Regions from separate parts of the Macaca mulatta genome. Here region 1 is linked to region 2. A link is a contact called in public Hi-C data. All regions are on one chromosome and are shown on one strand. Each heading gives the region's core, a stretch centred on a gene start, on an enhancer-like site or on the middle of the called end of the contact. The rest is flanking DNA. Distances are from core to core; before and after follow the strand shown. Region 1 holds the start of MRPS23 (mitochondrial ribosomal protein S23). Region 2 holds the start of VEZF1 (vascular endothelial zinc finger 1).

Region 1 (5,069 bases), core at 1,825-4,324, 140 kb after region 2:
GCAATAGCGATGCCATTACAGTCACCAGGCGTGTCGCTGCTCACAGGCACTCACTATGTCCCAGGTGCTGTGAATAGTGCTTTACATGAATGATCTCTTTTACTTTTGCCACAAGCCACGAAGATAGTTGACACTGCCATCCATATTATTATTATTACTATTTTTGAGACAGGGTCTCAGTTCTGTTGACCAGGCTGGAGTGCAGTGGTGTGATCATGGCTCACTGCAACCTTGAACTCCTGGGCTCAAGCCATCCTCCCACCTCAGTCCCCTGAGTAGCTGGGACTACAGGCATGCACCACCACACCTGGCTAATTTTGCCCAGGCTGGTTTTGAACTCCTGGTTTAAGCAATCCTCCCACACTGGCCTCCCAAAATGTTGGGATTACAAGCACGAGCCACTGAGCCCAGCTCCACATTTTAACTGTTGGAGAAACAGAGGCTTGAAAAGTTACGTAGCTTGCCCAGAGTGATGCAATTAGTGGGCACATCTACAATGAGACAGTGGGATTAATATGAGGCTGAGTGGTGTTGTAGTGGAAGGAACGTGGCCTTTGTGAGAGTTTACAAGCACCACTTCCTTATCTGTAAAATTATCAGGACATTACGTATGGCAGCAGGTGGTTGAACGACTGAATGAGACACTTGAGGTTCCTTGGTACTTCCTGCAGCATGGTAGTGCATGGTGTAAGTGCCCCAGCCCCTCACAGCCTTGGGTGGCTGTGGTCCCTACTCTAGAAGACAGTCTCAGATGTCCATTCTGCCTGCCCCCTGCTGCCCAACAACTCCCTCCTGTATTATGAATGAATGCTTCTTGGGTGTGTACTTCTTGTGCAGCCTCGGAAGGCTGTTATCCCAAAAGTACCTACAGTCTGCCCACCAATATTCTGCTCTCAGTCATAGAAGCAGGCTGGAAAGGCAAACTTCAAAGGATTGGAAGAGGAAGGGACCACCCCAAGATTAGAGAGAACATTTCTGCCTTGCAGTTCTTCCCCTATTGAGGGTTTGTGTCTTTGTTCCCCCTCCTTGTTCTTAGAATAAACCCTTTAACTCTTTAGCTGCAGTGACTGCACTAACCTACAGTAGCAGTTCCTGGTGGGAGAAGAGAAGTGTGCCTGTAATCTGGGCTGGCAGATAGTGCTGGCTGGGACAGAATTAGAAAGTTGTTAGGAGGCCTGGGAAGACTATATTTAGCTGGAAGCATGTTTACTCTCCCCAGAGCATGGCCTTTTAGACCTCCTGAGGGCTGGGAGACTACAGCCTTTACACTTGGCCTGGGGCCAGAGCTGTGCTATCTCTTCTCTGTTACAGAGGATCTGGAGGCAGCAGTGAAATCCACTACAGGTTAGCCCTGGGCCTCAAATCACTGGATTCCTGCTCTGTGTGTGTGTGTGTGTGTGTGTGTGTGTGTGTGTGTGTGTGTTGTGGGGAGGGGGGCGGGGGAGCGGCCTTCTGCTGGGCTCTTGAGCCTACCAGCCTCCAGCTTTAGGCATAGCTTAGGCAGCAGTGTGAGGTCCTGGAAAGGGCCCTGTCTGCCCCGCCCCCACAGGCTGGCTCTATCAGTTGCTTATCAGACAAGTTTAACTTCCTGAGGCCTTGCTTTCTCATCTATAATGAGGATGTTAATAGCTACCTTATGGGAAGGTATGTGGATTCAGTAAGATAACACACACAAGTAGTAAGTACTCATCAAACAGTCCCTTCTTCCCCCTCACCAGCCTCTGAGTGGGAGGACTCTAGCATGACTTGACTAGGTTCCCAGGAGACATTGTGTGTGATTCAAAACATTCATTGGATTAAAAGTTCAAATATGAATACCATCTCTTTACAAGTCACACTCTGAAGCACGTATAAAGGAAGAAAAAATTCTCCCTTCCCTGCCTGCAATTTCACTCCAAGATACCCCATGTTCACAGCCTTGGGTGTCCTTCTGCAGAATTTCTATCCTCAAACACAAACATATATAGAGGTGTTTCTTTTTCTTTTATTTTTCCTAACACGTTGAGATTCCATTAAACATGTTTCTTTGCCACTTCGTCTTTCATTTAAACATGTCATGTACGTTAACCTAGGTAAATACATATGGATCTAGCTCATTCATTTTAATAGCTGCATAGGGTTTCAAAGAAAGTATGAACAATAATTTTCCAGCCATTTCTCATCTGATAGATTTTTTTTCCCACTACAAACAATGCTGCAACGATGATCCTTAAGCAAACATCCTCATGAATTGATGTTTTAATTTCTACGAGATTCTTTCCCCGAAATATGATTACTGGGTCAAAGGGTATACGCTACACACAGTTTATATTTTTTTACAGTTTAACACTGAGAGATGACTTTCTGCAGATTTTTTCGTTTCCTTCTCGGCGTTTGTTTGTTCCGGACACTTTCACTTTTCGAGTTCCAAGGAGGAGGTAGCCCGCGACGCCGGCCGCGGGAAACACGAGTTGCAGCCAGCATCCCAGTTAGCGTGGATGCAGGTGGCACTCCGGGGACGAGGGGCTTAGTGGGAGCACTACACAGCCAGAGGCGGAGGCCCGAAATCTAGCACGACGCTGGGCAAGTGACGGCCCCTCTCCGGCCTTCGTTTTCTTCTGCGTAGTCTGTGACTCTGAACAACATTAGGCTCAGCGTGGGCCTAGAGCTGGTGACCTCAAATCTCGGCCTTTGTTGGCTTCCCCAGGACTGTAGGCTGCGCCTCACCCCCACTCTGCCCCACTACTTCTCCTCCGCGTGGCTCCACCTTTTCAGAGGAGTTGGCTCAACAAGGCGACAGAGAGTAAAGCAACCACCATAATGAATCCCTCCCCCAGCTCGGTCATTTATTATTTCTGTCCGGCTTTGGCTCGCTCCCTCCCTTTTGGCTCTGCTATCGAGTGCTCCTGCCTGAAACTGGCAAGTAACCTCGGAGCGCGCCCGTTCGGCCTATCACTTGCTTCTGCCTGCGCCGCTCTCCCGCAGGGGCTGTGGTGAAAGCACAGTGATCCTCGGCTCGGCCAGCAACTTACGCGCCCTTTATCTGGAGCAGCCGCTTCCGGTTCCGGTAGCAGCTAGTCACGCTTGATCCCAGGCGCAGATCATGGCAGGCAGCCGGCTGGAAACCGTAGGGAGCGTCTTCTCGCGGTGTGTGCTCCGAGCCGCGGTGGGCTGAGGGTGCTTCCCCCAGGCTGGGGTTCTCAGCTGGTCACGCTCTTCCTTGGGGCGGACCTGAGCAGGGCGAGGCGTTCTGCAGGGTGCGGGGGCTGAGCTGGGTGAGACTCCCATGTTTTCTTCTGGCTTCGAATAGTTGTACCTGAGGATGCCTCTCCTTGCGTTTATGTGTCATGTTAAAGATTATTGCAGCCGCCTCTCCCCGAGTGGAGGTCTCTGGGAAGAGGAAGGGAGGAAGAGCCCGATGGGCCTGACTAGACCGCTCTTGAATTTTTCCGTGACGGAACGTGGGTGGGACGCACAAAAGAAGATAGAGGGATTTAACCCCTGAGCGTTGTTAGTTTGGTTTGGGATGTGGACAGACCTTCCCTGTAGGTGGGGAGCAGTCCTCCCCCTATCTGTGTTGCAAACCGCGTAATACCTTTAATGTCCCAAGCTGTGCTAGACTGATTAAGGGGCTTTGGCAGGCTACTGTAAATGACCCAGTTTCGTTCTGTTCCCTCTCTAAGGACTCGGAACCTGATTCGGGCCGGGGTGCTGAAGGAGAAACCTCTGTGGTTGGACATATATAACGCCTTTCCCCCGCTGAGGGAGCCCGTCTTCCAAAGACCCCGATTGCGATATGGCAAAGCCAAAGCTTCCATCCAGGACATCTGGTACCACGAGGATCAGATTAGAGCGTGAGTGCTCAGCCCTGTAGTGGACAGGAGGCAACAGAACTTAAGAAGGGGAGGTTTCGGTAGCAGTCTGGGAATTCAAATATGAAATTGAGTCAGGGGCTTGCCCTGTGGAGAAGACTTATCTAGCCAAATTAGGGAGTCAGCACCCCTTCCCCATAGTGAAACTGAAGTTCTGAAAACTGGAATCTGGAGCCCAGCAACTGAAAGATCATTGCAATTATAGCTGCCTGTTTCTGGGCATCTGCTTTGGGCCAGGAACTGTACTTTTGCAAGCATTATCTCATTCTCTAAAGGCCTTACTCTAACTTACAAGGAAGTATTGTTTCCGTTTTATTCAAGGAGACTGCGAAGCTCCGGGAAATTAGCTAACTTCTATTAATTACTAAATACATAGGAGGGTGGCAGATCTGAGAATCACATCTCTGACTCCAAGCTTATGGTGATCATTATGCCTGCCTTCTCCAGGAGTAGAGATAGGAGGAACGTGGTCTATGGATCTAGTAGTCCGGATCTTTGAAGCCACTCAGATGAAAGGATGCTTAAAAGTCTAAGAGAGGCCGGGCGTGGTGTTTCACGCCTGTAATCCCAACACTTTGGGAGGCCAAGGCGGGCGGATCACCTGAGGTCAGGAGTTCGAGACGAATCAGACCAATATGGTGAAACCCCGTCTCTACTAAAAATACAAAAATTAGCCGGGCATGGTGGTGGGTGCCTGTAGTCCCAGCTACTCGGGAGGCTGAGACAGGAGAATTGCTTGAACCTGGGAGGTGGAGGTTGCAGTGAGCCGAGATTGCACCACTGCACTCCAGCCTCGGCGACAGAGTGAGACAAATCACTAGGAATTTAAAGGAAAATCATGTGTTCTTTGTTTATTTTTTTTAGCATCCGTTTTCTCTTTTTTTCTTAAGCTCAGTGGCAAGAGTATTTCCTCTTTTGTTCTAAAAGCAACACATGCTACTTGTAGAAAATTTAGATACATGAGGAAAGCATAAAGAAGAAATCACAGGCTGAATGTGGTAGCTTGTGCCTGTAATCCCAGTGCTCTGGGAGGCGTAGGCGAGGATAGCTTGTGCCCAGGAGTTTGAGACCAGCTTGAGCAACATAGCAGGACTTGTCTCTACCGAAAAAAAAAAAAAGGAGTTGTCTTAGTTTACACTCTGATTAGCAGTTTCTTGGAGTTCTTACTTTATCCTTGTCAGTATTGGTAATGATTATTTAAGATTTTCTTTTTTCTGA
Region 2 (4,994 bases), core at 2,378-4,877:
TCAAGGAATTTAAATGGGTATTCAGGGAAAAAGAATTCTTGTTTCCCTTTCTTCACCTTGCCAGTTAAAACAAATAACTCCTGGTGATACTTCAGGTGGTAGAATTGAAACAAAACCTGACTTCTGACCACATGGGTCAAAGGCAAATGGCTTCATTTGCCTTTAGTGTGGTTATCCAGTTTGGGTAGTGAGGAGATAACTTCTGCTTTCCTCCCTGAGGAGTTTGGAGTATTTAAGCGGGGAAGGTGGGGAGGTGTCACTTTGAAAATATGTTGCTTTTTCTCCTGATTATATTGAGGCTGATATGGAAGGGTTATTTCTTTCTGGCCAGTACTTTTTGGTATTTGTAAATATTGTAATTTTGATTTTTACTATTTGTTAATTGTCGGTTCTGGCTTTTTTTGCATAAGGAGTTGGTCCATTAACTTGTCAATTTGAAGCTTCTAACTAGATATTCCCTACTGAAAGTTTTGGATTTGTTTTTAGTTTGTGGAGCAGTCTTAGCTGGGGACAGGTAATTAACAACAGCAGAGATACTTCCTTTTCCTAGGATTCTAAGTCTGTAATCCACATCCTCAGTGTATTCACAGGACTTTAAAATTCTCTCCAAATGAGGAAGGAAATATCCTGTTGCTTTCTAATGTTTACTAAAAGTTGTGTTTAGAACAACAGATTTTAATAGGCATCTTCCTTTGTTATGTGTCATTAGCCCTTTGCCCGTTTACCTTAGGGTTCTTTGAAGGAGAAATGGATGGGAGAAAACCTGTCACTTGGAAAAAGTAAAAGGAATAATTAACTGACTCAGAGCTTATGTGCAGAGTTCCCAGCCTCAAAGTTAATCTGGAACTGCTCGATAGCACCAATAAAAATATTTATTTCACATCTGTTATTTCTGGAAAATGTTCTAAGCATCTTATATATATTTCTCATTAAATTCACAGGTGGCCATTGTGAGGTAGATATTTTGTTCTCATTTTCCAGATGAGGAAGCTGAGACCCTAAAAGGTTAGGTGACAGGTTATACAACTTGGAGTGTGGGAGGAGGAGAGAGGAACCTGAACAGGGCAAGTTGGGGATCTGACTTTTGTTTGGGTGGGTGTAGGCACATTGTATTTTTGGTTTAGACGCTTTATTCATCATGGCTGAAGGTAATACCATTTACTCACCGAAAACTGTTTACAATAATCAAGATGAATTTACTGTCTTTGAACATCTGTCTTTTGACTGGACCCCAGTAGATAGTCTGTGGAAATTCACTTAAGGAGAGGGCTCCTTTTTGTTTGGTTAGAGAAATTGTCTGTCCTAAAGGTAGAAATAGCCCCTTCTAGGTACGGATGGAGCATTTGATCATACTGATTTCATTATATTCCTCTAACAGTTGGAACTGATTGTTTTTGAGTACTTGTTTCAAACTTCTGAATATTTTCCTTCTGGAAAGTAGCTCAGTGTTTAAAATTTATATGAACTTAAAAAGTTAATTTTCTTTTTAAAGATGTTTGAGGAGCAATCAACAATTCTGGTTTTGTCTTATGGATAGAAATAGAATTAGTCATTTTCCTCAAGAAAAGTGATTCTTCTGAATCTTATTTCTTCAGTAATGAGAACTGGACTGTTTTCACTTGACCTCTGTTTCCTGTTAGTGGGAAACCCCTCCCCAGAGGTGCTGTGTGAAAGATTGCTGGGGAAAGGGTTTCTAGATCCCAGCATAACAAGTTCAAAAGAGCCCAGTGATATTGTCATTAGAATAATGGTCTTCATTAAGTACTGGTTTTCATAATCTTGAAGCTTCATTTTCACCAATTTGAAAGGCAGTAGCTAGGGAGGAGAGACTATGCAGGGAAGAAGGAAAACTCAGGAGTGCATCACAGACCTTGAGTTAAGGCAGGGAAGAAGCAGATTTGCTGTCCACTGAATGAAAATAAAAAGAATTCCATTGTCCAAGGTCAGAGCAAGAACATAAAGGTTTTAGTTTACTTAGTTAATTCCTTAGGTTTGGACATTACAGGAGACATGGGGGTCACCCATAGCAATTTAGCTGATAAATGTATCAGAAACTCTTTCATCATTTTCTGTCCCCTCCTGTCTTAGGCTGACCGGTTCCCTGATGTGTTACCTGCTTCTGCTACTGATCCAAACTGCAGAACTTCTCCCCCAAGGCCTCCAGGCAGTATCCAATGGGGAATCAGCTCTAAAAGGAACCAGACCAACGTTTTCCAGCCCCTTCATTCTGGTGACTGAGGGGAGGAAAGAATGGGAGGGGGTATTCTTGTCTAGTGGATGGAAAGGAAACACACTGTCAAATTATTGTATCTCCTTGGTTTTCTATTACAGTAGAATTCTCCAGCCATATTTTTATTGTCTATGGGGGAAGTTGGAGATGGTGACCTTGATTAGAAGTGTCTGGAGGGGGAAAAATGGAGGGGATAAGATTCAGTTGGTTTTGGAAAATGTTGAAGTCTTAATGCGTCCATCTGAAGAATGTTTCCTAAAAGCAGAGTTTATAAAAATATCACTGATACAGCCTGCCCCCTCATTTCCCTGCCACAGGAGATGTCTTGGACTAGAGACACTTGTTTAATAATAGCTTGTCTCTGATATTCCCAGTAGCTACCCTCTGTGTGAGGAAAGGATAGAAATGTTCAGGACATCATCATACAGGCTCCTCATCTACAAAGTTCCAGTAGCAGTGACGCCTACACGGAAGACTTGGAACTGCAAACAGAGGCTGGGGTCACCTCAGTGACATCTCCTGACGCTGTCCAACCAGAAGTTCGATTTTTGTTCTGGGGGTGAAGGAGGAAACAGACTGTACTAAAGGACTAAAATAATTTCTTGTCTATACTATCTCACTTGTTTTTATTTTTGGCGGGAGAGGAGGGGTGTTGGGATAGAATTTCACATCCTATCTTGGAGTGAAGGGGAGGATGGGGAGGCTCAGCCCTTCACCCAAGAATAACCCAGTAATGACATCTCTACGCGTGGGAAGTGTTTCCCTCCACACTGGGAGGATCTGAGGCTGCACCCCAGTGGGATTCCCTGCTCGAGTTGGAAGGCCATCTAGCCATGAGATGCATATCGTAGCGAGAGCGCGGAGGGCTTAGCCGACCAGGGAGGAAATGCCAGAGGGAAGAGACACTCGAAGTCGAAAGGGCTTCCCCCAATTTGGAGGTGGGGACCATGCTGTGCATGAGCGATTGAAGAGCCGGGTGTCCGCTGTGGCCTGTGCCCTCCGCTGAGGATCTGACAGGGACTCTACGGTGCTGGACACCGTGTCTGAGTCACGGGAGACGGCCCAGCTGTGCCCAGCGGGCCAGCGCCAGACCCTGGCGTCCTCCATCTTCTCTCCTGAGCTCCCCCTGCTACAGCTGCCTGAGCCACGGACCGCAGCACCACACACCCCCGCGGGGGGGGACGCCGCGCCCCATCCCCGCCCCGGGCCCCACCCCAGCCCCCCCGCGGGGGCCCTGACCCCACCGCCAGCGGGCACTGGCTGAGCTCCGAGGCGGCGAGCCGGCAGTGGGGACGCCCGGAGGGGGTCCGGGCGACTGGGGGCGGCGGCGGCCGGGCCGGGGCTCCCCCCCCGCCCGCGCTCGCCGCCGCGGTGGTGCGTCCCGGAGGTTACCGGAAGTGGCCGCGCTCGGCGCTGCCATGTTGAGGAGCCGCCGCTGCCGTTGCCGCCGCCGCCGCCGCCGCTTTGTTGTCGCCTCCTCCGGCTGAGGAGGCTCCCCGAGCGGGGGGAGTGGGGAGGAGGGGGGTCGGCCGCCGCAGCCATGGAGGCCAACTGGACCGCGTTCCTGTTCCAGGTACTGGGGGCCCCCCCGGGGGGGCACGGGGGGGACAGGGGGGCCGGGCCCCGGGCTGGCGGGCGGGCGGGCGCTCCTCCTCCCCTCCCTCCCGGCTCCGCTCTCCGGCCCGGCCTTAATCCCCCTTTGTTTTTCCGCCCGCCCGCCCGCCCCGGCGGAGCGGGGCTGCTGAGGTGAAAGGAGGCGGCCTCACGGGGTGCGGGGGAGAGAGCAGGCCTCGGGGTGAACCCGGGGGCCCCCCAGCACACACACGCACACACACACACTCACACACACCCTTCCCTCCCGCCCTGAAGGGGAAGGGAGGAGGCCGGTCGCTGTCACCACCCCGCGGCCCAGAGAAAGGAGGGCGCCGGGCCGCTGGATAGCGCGGGCTGCTGGGCCACTGCGTGCCGGCCCGGTCCGGCACGGTGGGGTGAGGAGGTCGCCAGGTCCTGCTCTGAGTCCCCTCCCGCCACTTCATCCATCTTTCGCTTGTTCTCTTTTCATCTCCCTCTTCTTTTTGTGTGTGTGCGTGCCTGTGTTGACTTTCTGACCCCCTCTCGTGTCCCCGCGAATAGCGGGTATCCCTGTGTTCCCCGCCACTCCCCCTCACCGCCACCACCCCTCTCGTGTTTACCCAGTTCGGGGGGGGGGGGGAGGATGTTGTGAGTGTGTATCCCCTCCCCAAACTTTTTCACTGGATTTACATTTTTTCTTTCCCAAGCCTCAGCCGAGCCTTGGCAGCTGACACCTTCTCCCTCTGTCCAGCTCTCCCGCCGTCCCATTGAGCCCGGGGAATCCCCTAGCCGGGCCGGCCCGGGGCGGGGGGAGCGGTGGGGGCCGGGACTCTTGGAGGCCCGACCTTCTCCCGAATCGCTTTTCTTTCTCGGCCCACCTCGAACGTTTCCTCCAAGTGGAGAGAGCAAACAAAGTCCGCTTACAAAGCCCCCAGATGAGTCACTCTCTGGGATGTTGGTCTTCGCTTTTTTGCAAGAAACTTGAAAGTGACTGTAGCCGATCTGTTTTGGCAATTCTCTTGCCCGCCCACTTTAGATGGGGGACCCCTCTTTGGCAGATCTAGGCTGGAACTTATTTTTTTCCTACTCCTTTCTATTTGCAAACGAAGCATTTAGTGGGCAGTAGCGATGAGCTCACGAGGAAACTTCGGAACTGGAGGAGGTTAGGAAGCTCGTCACTTTTAAGTGCGTT

Evidence for each region. Hi-C and Micro-C count contacts between places; a contact is called where the count stands out from the background.
Region 1: a contact with region 2 is called in a Hi-C map of fetal cortex germinal zone, with 2.9 times the contacts expected there. The contact joins the promoter of MRPS23 here to the promoter of VEZF1 in region 2. A contact is called at or near these places in 8 of 14 Hi-C or Micro-C datasets (CD4 T cells, blood, cortical neurons and 5 more).

The regions. Positions count from the first base shown.
Region 1 is chr16:52,139,852-52,144,920 of T2T-MMU8v2.0, forward strand. MRPS23 (mitochondrial ribosomal protein S23) reads left to right here and starts at 3,075. Exons shown (of 5, transcript NM_001266488.1): 1 at 3,075-3,126; 2 at 3,663-3,833. The coding sequence starts at 3,083. It overlaps LOC144335525 (a long non-coding RNA gene), which reads right to left. Exons shown (of 2, transcript XR_013406454.1): 2 at 3,662-4,259. It overlaps LOC144335527 (a long non-coding RNA gene), which reads left to right and starts at 5,055. Exons shown (of 3, transcript XR_013406456.1): 1 at 5,055-5,069.
Region 2 is chr16:51,999,035-52,004,028 of T2T-MMU8v2.0, forward strand. It overlaps VEZF1 (vascular endothelial zinc finger 1), which reads left to right and starts at 3,628. Exons shown (of 8, transcript XM_077970977.1): 1 at 3,628-3,803. It overlaps LOC144335563, which reads left to right. Exons shown (of 8, transcript XM_077971040.1): 7 at 2,089-2,230; 8 at 2,605-2,842. The coding sequence ends at 2,607.